3 separate regions of the Mus musculus genome follow, and regions 2 and 3 are each linked to region 1. The links are chromatin contacts, called in public promoter capture Hi-C maps. All regions are on one chromosome and are shown on one strand. Each heading gives the region's core, a stretch centred on a gene start, on an enhancer-like site or on the middle of the called end of the contact. The rest is flanking DNA. Distances are from core to core; before and after follow the strand shown. Region 1 holds the start of 9230114K14Rik (RIKEN cDNA 9230114K14 gene). Region 2 holds the start of Rbpj (recombination signal binding protein for immunoglobulin kappa J region). Region 3 holds the start of Smim20 (small integral membrane protein 20).

Evidence for each region. Promoter capture Hi-C pulls out the DNA fragments that hold promoters and counts their contacts. Capture Hi-C pulls out chosen DNA fragments and counts their contacts.
Region 2: a contact with region 1 is called in a promoter capture Hi-C map of pre-B cells, with 5 times the contacts expected there. The contact joins the promoter of Rbpj here to the promoter of 9230114K14Rik in region 1. A contact is called at or near these places in 2 of 39 promoter capture datasets (the C10 cell line and pre-B cells), 3 of 484 Hi-C or Micro-C datasets (CD4 T cells, erythroblasts and pre-pro-B cells) and 2 of 9 other capture datasets (adipose tissue and liver).
Region 3: a contact with region 1 is called in a promoter capture Hi-C map of liver, with 2.3 times the contacts expected there. The contact joins the promoter of Smim20 here to the promoter of 9230114K14Rik in region 1. A contact is called at or near these places in 2 of 39 promoter capture datasets (liver and pre-B cells), 4 of 484 Hi-C or Micro-C datasets (CD4 T cells, CD8 T cells and regulatory T cells), 2 of 115 datasets of contacts at active chromatin or transcription factors (large pre-B cells and thymic regulatory T cells) and 1 of 9 other capture datasets (liver).

The regions. Positions count from the first base shown.
Region 1 is chr5:52,189,008-52,192,360 of GRCm38.p6, forward strand. It overlaps 9230114K14Rik (RIKEN cDNA 9230114K14 gene), which reads left to right and starts at 1,674. Exons shown (of 4, transcript NR_015537.2): 1 at 1,674-1,930. It overlaps Dhx15 (DEAH (Asp-Glu-Ala-His) box polypeptide 15), which reads right to left and starts at 1,539. Exons shown (of 14, transcript NM_007839.3): 1 at 1,273-1,539. The coding sequence starts at 1,343.
Region 2 is chr5:53,588,872-53,592,224 of GRCm38.p6, forward strand. It overlaps Rbpj (recombination signal binding protein for immunoglobulin kappa J region), which reads left to right and starts at 1,615. Exons shown (of 11, transcript NM_001080927.2): 1 at 1,615-1,853. The coding sequence starts at 1,834.
Region 3 is chr5:53,265,299-53,268,651 of GRCm38.p6, forward strand. Smim20 (small integral membrane protein 20) reads left to right here and starts at 1,808. Exons shown (of 3, transcript NM_001145433.1): 1 at 1,808-2,060. The coding sequence starts at 1,946. Gm40303 (a long non-coding RNA gene) reads right to left here and starts at 1,829. Exons shown (of 2, transcript XR_868423.2): 1 at 490-1,829.

The DNA.
Region 1 (3,353 bases), core at 424-2,923:
CTGTTGAGAAAAGGAGAATTCTACATACCACTATAATCTATGGAAAAAGCTCACTGCAACTTTGCTCTCCCTTGGAGAATATTCATGAGCTGTTTCTACCTAAGAACTGATGGAGCTCAATTACTAACATTTGGAATGTTTGCTTGAGAGAACAGCTGTCTTGGGATGTTTTATTATTACAATGCTTAGTGTTATAAGCTTTAAAAAAAAAAACCTACACAATCAAAACATAACAAACCTGCTTTCCGTATTCAATATTTCAACCTAAGGAGAGCGACAGAACGCATCCTATCCTGACCTATTCTCACACTGGTAGTTAGAAATCAATCCCAAAGGACTTTCCGTTAACAAAAACTCAAGAGACCACACATCTGACTTGACAGCGAGTCGGTGTCACAAGACATAAGAAAATGATAAAATCCTACAACTGTTTTGGACATTTGGACTTCCGTGGATATATTTTTTAATTAACCCAACAGATCCCTGTACTGCCGAAGCATAAACATACAACTAATTAAAATGGGAGGGTAGGAATATAAACAAAAGTACATTTTAAGTATGAACTGTGAAAGAAAAGACTGGAAAATGATAATACAACTGCTTACTTGCTAAATGCCCTGTCTTTGCGAAAAGTCTAAGAAAAGGAACTAAAATGCCAGACCAGGAATCGGTGTAAGCCTTTCTCAATCTGCACGTGGGTGTTGTTTGTTCAAACACGCTTAAGATCACTTTTTTGAAAAGTGCGTCCAAAGTGGGGAGGAGATAGAAATAACTTCCAGAGCGGAGGGGGAAATACGTGTTTTCACAGGCCTACCCCAGTGATGCTACTTAAAAGCAAAGCCGGCTTTTAAGCAAAGCAGGAAATAAAGGAGATGGCGGGAGGGCAGGCAGAGGGCGGAAGTTGGCAACGGCCTCTCCTGAAGTGCCTCAATGGAAGAAGGCCCTTCGTCTCCCGCCAAACAGTGCGCCCCGAGGTCGGCTCGCCTCTATCCTCCCCCAAAACAGACAGCGCCCGCCGCCGCCCACGGGGGCAGTGCCCTTGGCCATCCGGTTCCGGCTGCGGGCCTCACGCGAGCACCGAGGCCTCGCGGCCCGCTCCGCACGCCCGCCGTTCCGCGGCCTCGTGGCCGCCACAGGCCGCTCGCCCCGGCCGCACACACTCGGCACGCGCCCCAGCCGGCCGACGGCAGACAAAGGCTCGGCAGCCGGGCCTGCTCCCCGCCACCATCCAACAAAGCCCGAGCCGCGACTGCGCGCCCCGGCCTGGCTTACCCATCGGTCCCCGCACGCTTCTTGCCGGAGGGGTAATCCTCCCCCAGGTCCAACCGATGCCTCTTGGACATCCTCGCACTCCCAGAAGCGGACGCTTAGGAAGGAGGGAAGAAGAGAGACTCCGGCAGCCGGATCCACGCACAAGAGGCCCGCGGCTCAACTCGCGGGGACCCCCACCCCTCCCGCCACCACAGCCCGCTCCGTGCGGCCCGAACCAGGAGCTAAAATGGCGGCCGCGACGAGGGCAGGGCCTGCGTGCGCGCCTCCGCGGCGGGCGTGCCGGCGTGGTGCGCGCGCACGCCGTCCGGAGGCGGGAACTCCCGTCCCGCCCGCTGTGCGATTGGCTGAAATGGCTCTGAGTTCCCGCGGGCTCCTCCCTTTCCCCTCGCGTCTCTCTGAGAGCTGATCTGAGCTGCTGCTAAGGACCGAAACGCGCCTCAAGCTGTCACTTGCCGCCTGGAGTTCGTTGGGAAAGTTGAAAAAGCCTAGTCCTGTTTAGGAAATCTATCCAGCTGTGTATATACTTTTTGCTTTTAGGGTATGAAGCTCAGGAAGGATAAGAAAAACAAGATCACACAGCTGGCAAGTGGCAAAGCAGGACACAATTTATAACTCCAGAACGAGAATTTGCAGTTGTTGCGCCAGATGCCCTGTAGCGGTGAGAAAAAATGTTAACTTTAATTACTGTGACTCGTTTTGTCCATTCACCCCAGAACAGATAACATCTATTTGTTCAAGGTATAGGTGTTTTGTATAGGGTTCAGAAAATTGGAGGTAATCGCACTGGGCACTGTATTTTGCCTCCAATCCTCTGCCCTAATCTTGCTCCGTTTGTGTGTATATGAGTGCATATTAGGCACTCAGAGACATTAGCCCTATCTCTGTCCTCGTTTGGTTTGGTTTGGTTTGGTTTTTTGAGACAGGGTTTCTCTGTGTGGCTCTGGCTGTCCACAAACAAGCTCTGTAGAAGAGGCTAGCCTGGAATTCAGAGGTTAGGCTGTCTCTGCCTCCCAGTGCTGGGACTAAAGGCGTGCCCCAGCATGCCTAGTTGCTGTGCTCCTTAGTAGAGTGAACCCTGAAAGACATTTTATAGACATGGTTACCTGGACTGAAGGAAATCAACAAATAGCTCATCCATTAAGACTCCACTGTAATGGCAAGTTGTTGAGGCAAGGTGACACTTAAGAGGTTGTGTATCTTTCTCCCTTCAGCCATTGTGCATACTCAATTACATTCATTTCCAGAAGTGTGGGCGAAAGAGGTCTAAGGATCAGCCCAAATACAGGGTATCACTTCATGTCAAGACTCTCCTTTGCTGCTCCTTGGCTCTAGTCCCTCGAAAATTCTCAGAAGGATAATCTCTAAGATTAAATACAACAGAAACACAACAGATGATATTGTAACTTTCACAATATCCAACACAACTGTCTAAATGTACATTGACAACCTGTTAGGCTAGATATGGTAGTGAGTACCTTTAATCCCAGCACTCCTGAGGGCAGAGCCAAGCAGATTTCTATGAGTTCAGAGTCAGTTTGTTTTACGTAGTGAGTTCCAGGACAGCCAGAACTATATAGTGACTCTCTCTGTCTTTCTCCCTCCCTCACTCCTTCCCTCTCCCCCCTCCTCCCCCCCCCCCCACATGCACTCGAGCGCACACACACACACACACACACACACACACGAGCCACTGAAAAGTCCTGTGAGCATCTTTCAGGTACCTACATTACTGAAGAATTCCACCCCTGTCAGTTGTATTCCTTGTTATAGTTCCTAGACAGGAGGGTCCTCTTGAAGTTCTTGTGCAGAGTCTTGAGCCTTGTAAACCCCCATGATCATCCTCTTCCCTCCAAAATGTGTATTAATGGGTCATTCCTGTGATGAGCTCATGCAAGTTACCTCTCCGATATAGGCTAATGAGGATGTGATGGTTTTTATATGCTTGGCTTGGGGAGTGGTTTAGAAGGTGTGGCCCTGTTGGAGTCGGTGTGTCACTGTGGGTGTGGGTGTTAAGACCCTCATCCCAGCTGCCTGAAAGCCAGTAGTCTGCTAGCAGCCTTCAAATGAGGATATAGAACTCT
Region 2 (3,353 bases), core at 365-2,864, 1.4 Mb after region 1:
AACAAACAAACAAACAAAAAAACCCCAAACCAACCATTGCTAGAATAGTTAAGGGAATCCAAACTTGTTGTAGAGCAAGTGAAGTGGAGGCCAGACTAGGTGACTCAGATGCATGACTCAAAGCCGACACGGGGCTGGCTGACAGCTCCCGGAGGCGGGGGGCACCACGTCTGTCACATTTCAGGAAAGTACCAGGCTCGGGAGGGCGACAGGAAGCCTCCCCGGCGCGTGCGTGAGTGTGCCGGGGCGGCCTCAGCCCGCCGCTCCCCGCCACGCGCCCACCGCCCCGCCCCGCCCCGCCTCGCGGGCGCCTGTCGGACCCTGCCTTCCGCGTCCCGGGAGCCGCACGGGACGAACACCTGTCGGGGCCCCGGCTCTGCGCGATGTAGGGCGCACGCCCAGCCGCCCGCGGGGTGGGTAGGAGAGCGCGTTCTCGCGAGGCTTAGGAAATTTCCCACGGCCCGTGTTGTGTCTGAGCCGAGCGGTGGAAGGCGCTCGGGAGGAGGTGTAGCGTGAGACTCCGGCTGCCCGCATTGCGCACATGCGCAGTGGCGCGAGCGCGCCGCGCCAATCCTGCGGCGCTCCGGAGCGGGTCTCGGGCGGGCTGATCCAGTTCTCCGGGTTTTTTGTGGCTCCCTGCGGGAGGCAGGCAATGCAGGAGCTGGGAAATCTCTTGGAAAGCAAAGGGCCGGGAAGGGGGGGGGGGGGGAGCAGGGAGGATCAGCAGGTAGGGGACCGGAGGGACAGGTCTCGGGCCACCACCTGCCGAGAGGTGTCCCAGGCAAGACAAGCATCGGGCGACAGCATCGGGCCACCGCCGGAGGAGCTGTTTCTAGGCAGTTACCTACACGTCTGCACCCACACCTACATCCTGCAAGCTGGCTGCTGCCATGAGTTCCCCAGGCAGTCGGAGCTGGGCGGGTAGCTCGCTCCCAAGTGCCCGGGCTTGTAGTGGTGGCTCTGGGGACAACCATTCGGGGCTCTGACGTGTGGGTGCAAAGTGAACATCGGGGGGTTAGGGGGGACACCTTTGCGCGAGGCTGACCTCGGGATGACCCCAGCTCGCATCGGGGAGAAGCGGCGAAAGGCACAGAGCTTATCCCCTAATGCTTTTCCCCTGCAGAGCTCTTGGGAAGGGTCAGCTCACGCGGCGATCACGCCTGTCTCGCCGCGTGTGCGGGTCGTGCGGGAGCAAATGAATGGAGACAGTCGCTGGCAGGTCACCGGGGACCGGGGCTCTGTCCCGATCTCCGCCGCTCCGGCACCTGATACTGAGATTAGCATAAGGGAGGTGTCCAGTGAACGTCGGAATGAATGAAAAAGGCTGGGAACCCGCGGCGAGCGGGAAGCCACTTGGAAAACACCCACTCGAGGAGGCGTCTCCTCTAGGCCTGTGAGACGCTCGCATTTTCCCAGGACCCCTCCTCCCGGCCCCGGGGCCCCGCCTCCTGACCCCTCCAGTCCCGGTCCCCGTAGTAATGCCCTCCGGTTTTCCTCAGTCTCCACGTACGTCCCCGAGGGCGCGTCCCAAAACCCGGATAACCGGAGCGCTCCCCATGGACTACTCGGAGGGCTTGTCCGCGGAGGAGCGGCCTGCGCATGCTCCATCGGCGGGGTAGGTTTCTAGGGAAAGGCAGTGAGCAGATCCCTTAGTCCGCGGGCGGCGCGAGGCGGCTGGCTCCCGGCGGCGGCGGCGGCGAAGCGGGGAAAGACGGCGCGGGGGCCGGGTGGCAGCGATCGGCGAGGCCGAGGGAAGGGGCGGGGGAGAGGAGCAGGGAAAGGCGGCGGGGGGAATCTCGCGAGGGTTGGAGTTTTGGCGAGAGTTTGTGGAAGATGGCGCCTGTTGTGACAGGGTAAGTCTGAGGGGGCAGCGAGTGCTGGGAACCGGGAAAGTTGCGGGCGTCTGACCGCCGGCGGCAGGCGGCGGGCCGGGGCCGCGCGGCGCGCCGGGGCCTCGGGAGGCGGCGCGGGGCGGCGACGCGATGGCGCGGGCCGGTGCGGGGCTCGCCCGTGCGCCGCGGTGGAGCGGGCTCCGGGCGCGTGAGGGCGGGCGGTGGCGAGGCCGGCGGCTGCGGGCGGAGTGCGGCCGGCGCGCGGGGCCGTAGGCACCGTGCCCGGCGCGCGCCCCCCTCGGCGGGCCTGGCGGGGATCCCGGCGCAGCTTTGTTCCCCGTGCGTGGCCCGCGTCGCCTGTCCTCCCAGCCGCTGCCCTGGGCGCCGGAGCGCTTTGTCTGTGTGCGCTGCCCCCCGCGATTCTGCCCCCAGCCCTTTGTTTCGCCGCCTTAGGCTCTCTGTGGGAGCCGCTGCGCGCCCCGCATCCCGTCTGCACCTCCACTCCGCCCGCTGTCCCTCCTCCCGTGCCCCTTTGTTGTATCCCTCTCTTCAGTAGCTGGGTGACCTGCCATAGCCCTGGCACCAGATTACTGCCGTTCTCTTTCTTCCATTGTCTTTCTCGTGTGTATCCCCTCTCACCTTTTTCTCTTTGGTCCTCACCCCCCCCCCCCAAGGCTTTGTCTCCCCTATGTAGTGTCTCATTCTCTTAGCATCCCCTTCCCCTCGCGTCACTGCCTGATTTATCCGCTGCCCACTGTGTCTGTCTGTTGAACTGTCTCAACCCCGGGGACTCCATCTGGTGCTTCTAAGTGCGCACAGACTCTAGGGTTTGCTTTTGTTGTTTGAGTCTGGGAGATGCTTGAGATACTTAAGTTTGCTCCTTCCGCGCCCCTCCTTTCTTCCTTCGCACCCATTTCTCTCGGGATCACACCCCTACCCACCCCTATGCGCCCCTCTCTTGGGATTAAAACGACCCCACTTTTCTTTGCCATCTTTCTGGGCCCGTGATTGTTTTGCTTGGTAAGAGTAGCGCTGGAAAAGGATCTCGATTTCTTGATGGTTATTGCCGTCCCCATCATTGGCTTCTGACGGCCCCAGGCCAAGGGCATCCGCAGTAGCCTTGCACCTGGGTTACCTGAGGGCTAATGGAAGGGTATATTTTAAGACTGTTAGAAGTAGGCTCAAAGGTACTTCCCACCCCCCCACCCCACCCCCTGTTGGTGATGGAGAATAGTTTCAGATATTCGCAGTGGATGTGCGTTTGATGTGAATAGGAGGTGAGTGAATTTTGATGTTGTAAACTTGTGAATGTTGGGCTGATGAAGTTTATCTTTTTTTTTTTCCCCTGGAATTTGTATCTACAGTTTTAATGACTTTTCGGAGACATCTGGCTTGGGAATTTGATCAATGGCTTGCTTCTTCATAATTTAAATGAGTTTACCATTTATGGTTGTTTGAATTTGCAGTTTGAGTGTGTAGTTTGTGATTTTTACTTCTGTGGATGTGTGGCAACTCCTATTC
Region 3 (3,353 bases), core at 558-3,057, 1.1 Mb after region 1:
TCCTGCTTCCTGACCTGCTTGAGTTCCAGTCCTGACTTCCTTTGGTGATGAACAGCAACATGGAAGTATAAGCTGAATAAACCATTTCCTCCCCAACAGCAGTATGGAAGTGTAAGCTGAATAAACCCTTTCCTCCACAACTTGCTTCTTGGTCATGATGTTTGTGCAGGAATAGAAACCCTGACTAAGACACATGGCTAGGCAGATGCAACTTCATTGGTTCAGGTCCTAGGCCAACCAATCCACAATGCAAGAACCTTGGTCAGCTTGGGGACGGGCTTAACTGTCAGGGACTGTGAGAAGCAGGGTGAGGACTGGAGGGGATCCACTTGTCTATCAAGAGTGGGGGAGGAGCTACTCCCCAAAGACATTTGAAGATGGATCGTCTACTGCTAAGATAACAAGCGTACACTATTGGGGAATCTTCCTTCCTGTGTTTAATTCATGTATCACACGTTCCCTCTTTGCTGTGCAGCCTTGTCTCCTTACCTAACAAGTTCCTGAGGGGGCCTGAGGAGCAGCCATCTTACTGCACAGTCATTTGTCTTCCTCCCTGTACTTCGGTTGCCCGTGGGACTGCATCAGTCATCGGCAACAGGCGGCATCCGGGATTAGTTATCGTTTCATGTATTTGTTCCGTGGTAGGATCCTGGAGTGCAGAGGTCATGTCTCATTCATCTCGTGTCCCCCTTAGCACTTTGCCTGCTGTTCGGGGGGCCTAGCCAGATAGTCCATAAATCTGCTGACAGATTGAACGACTGATTTATATGCTGCTAGAGTCAGAGGTAGATGGAATCTTGATTCGACTACAAAACTACAGAGGAAAAGACCTGTGTTCACCACATCATTTCTGAGAGATTGCAGATCTTCTCTGGACTAAATAATGTTGCTGGGGTCAAGATAAATACCTTCTGTGCAGCCCAGACTCGCTACTGGTGTCATTTCTATTTCTAAGGGATTGAGCGAAGGCCCAAGGAATGTTGGTCTTAGCTGCCCAGCCCCCTGAGGAGATCATATCTTCTGACTCAGGCTCTGTAAAGGAGAACAGGTGCAGAGGTGGGGGAAAGCAATCCCCACAAGCATGGCGGGATGAGGGAACAGGTGTCAGTCTTCAGAGGCTGTGCCCCAGGCAAAGAGCCAGAGCCCTAGGGACCTGCCACTGACTCTGTGCTGTTCCTAGATTTTAATAGTTTTTGTTTGCAGCCCTCGATTAGTTTTGGGAATCCCTGTCTACTTTCTGAAACCCCTGTATAATTCCCCCCATAACCCAGCACACACAATATGGAGAGCAAAGAGGACAAGGGATCAAAGTTAGATCACTTACTGTGCTCAAACACCCTCCAGGAAAGGCTGTCTTGGGTCAGAAGACTCAGTGACTAATTTTGCAAATACCTTGCAAACCATTCGAACCAGGTGATTTGCTCCTTTGTGGCTCATGCCCACACACAGCTTTCAAAGAGGGAGGCCCAGTCTTTCAGAGGCTTCTAGCCTCACCAGTCACCAAATGTCACATTAATGAGGGGGAAGGGTAAGAAAGAGTTGTTGGGAACAGAAGAGTAAGACAGAAGGTGGTAATTGGAGCAGAGAAGGAAGGACCCAGACCCGGGGCCAGTAAGAGGTCAAAAAGAGGGCACGAGAAAGGAGTGTAGCCAAATACAAGTCAGCACAAGCCACCAGTGTCTCGGCCTCCACGATGGCAGCCGGAGGGCGAGGAGGCGGGTCTTGGTTTGAGGCCCCGCCTTATGCCGCGCCCTTCCTCGGATGACCCCGCCCCACTAAGAGGCGCCCAGGCCCCGCCTCCGAGCTCAGAGGCTCCTCCCTGCACTCCGATCCCGGAAGCGAGCTCTGCTCCGCCTCTTCCGAGCTGGGTCGCGACCTTGAGGCCGGGAATCGAGTTTCCAAACGTGCGGGGGCCTTCGCCGGCTCTGCTGCCCCCTTTCTCTCCATGGCAGCGGCCCGGAACCTGCGCACCGCGCTCATATTCGGAGGCTTCATCTCCATGGTCGGCGCCGCCTTCTATCCCATCTACTTCCGGCCCCTTATGCGGCTGGAGGAATACCGTGAGTGACCTCTGACCCCGCGCAGTGGCTGCTCCCAGCGCTACCCCGAAGCCCTTAAGCCCCTACCCTATCTGTTCAAGGAGTGCTGAGGAAGGATGTGGACTTGGGAGTGAGGCTACCCGGGTTCCAGGCTCGCCCAGTGCAGCCCGGTGACCACGGACAAGGGGCCCCACCTCTGACCTTCAATGTTGAGGCTCTACATATCTTTTGCAGGATCAGCAACAAAACTGTGAGCATCTTAGGGGTCACAGAGGTGATGTGTATGAAAGCAGCCTACACACAGCAGGTCAACACTAACACTAGTTCACACACAGTATATACTGATATACTGAAGATTTAATGTTTTGGGTTAAGCATATACCGAGTCGTTGAATTTGCACGGGCTTCCCTTGGGGTAGATGCTACCCATTTTACAGATGGAGGTCACACAGCTAGTAAGTGGTGAGGGAAATGTTCCAACCCAGGCGTCTGTCCGCAGAGCCCCGCTCCATCCACCCAGGCTGAGATGGTGCTATAGTGGAGAGCTTTGATCATTCTGAGTTGAAAGGTGTTTTTATGGTGCATCATTGCCAATCCCTAAGATGTCTTGGAGCGGAAATATTTCAAAGCTAAACTGTTAACCTGGGTTCTGAGTTTTTCCTCAAATCGTTTTTTTTTTTTTTAGATTCTGCTGGTTTCCTTCATTTTTAAGCTGGCTGCTCACATGACAATGGCGAGTGTCCGGGGAGTCATTTTCCTCCTTAATCATTCAGGTCCTATCATTCTAAAAGCCACACTCCTTCCTGGAGACCTATACCTCAGCAAGGATTAGCACTTTGATACATCTGAAACCATCTGTCAGCGAGGAGAGATGAGGCATTAGAGGATCATTTTGTTCTCCAGGAAACCTGAATCATCTTGAAGATGGAAGAGGGCCAGCCCAGCCCCCGGGGAATATTAGCTGAGGCTGAAGCTTGGCGATTTCAAGCCTCATGTAAATGTTCTGACCATCTCCAGCGCCATAACACTTGGTTTCTGGAGGCAAAGCATTTTAAAGTACACACATGAATCCCCTGACAGCTTCTTTTCATCAGCTCAGACTAAGATGGTCTCTGTGCTTCCTGCCTTCAAGCCTTCCTGCATGCGCCACGTGTGGAAGGAATGTGGGCTTGTGTAAGGTCCTGCAGAATTTGTCTCCATCCTGGATGGATCCCTGCCACAGGCTATTTTATTACAGCTTCTAGAGTTGGAGTTGAGACTTGGTCTGTTGGAGGTTCCCTTTAGAAAAATCCCAGTTCTGAAGAAGACAGGGGT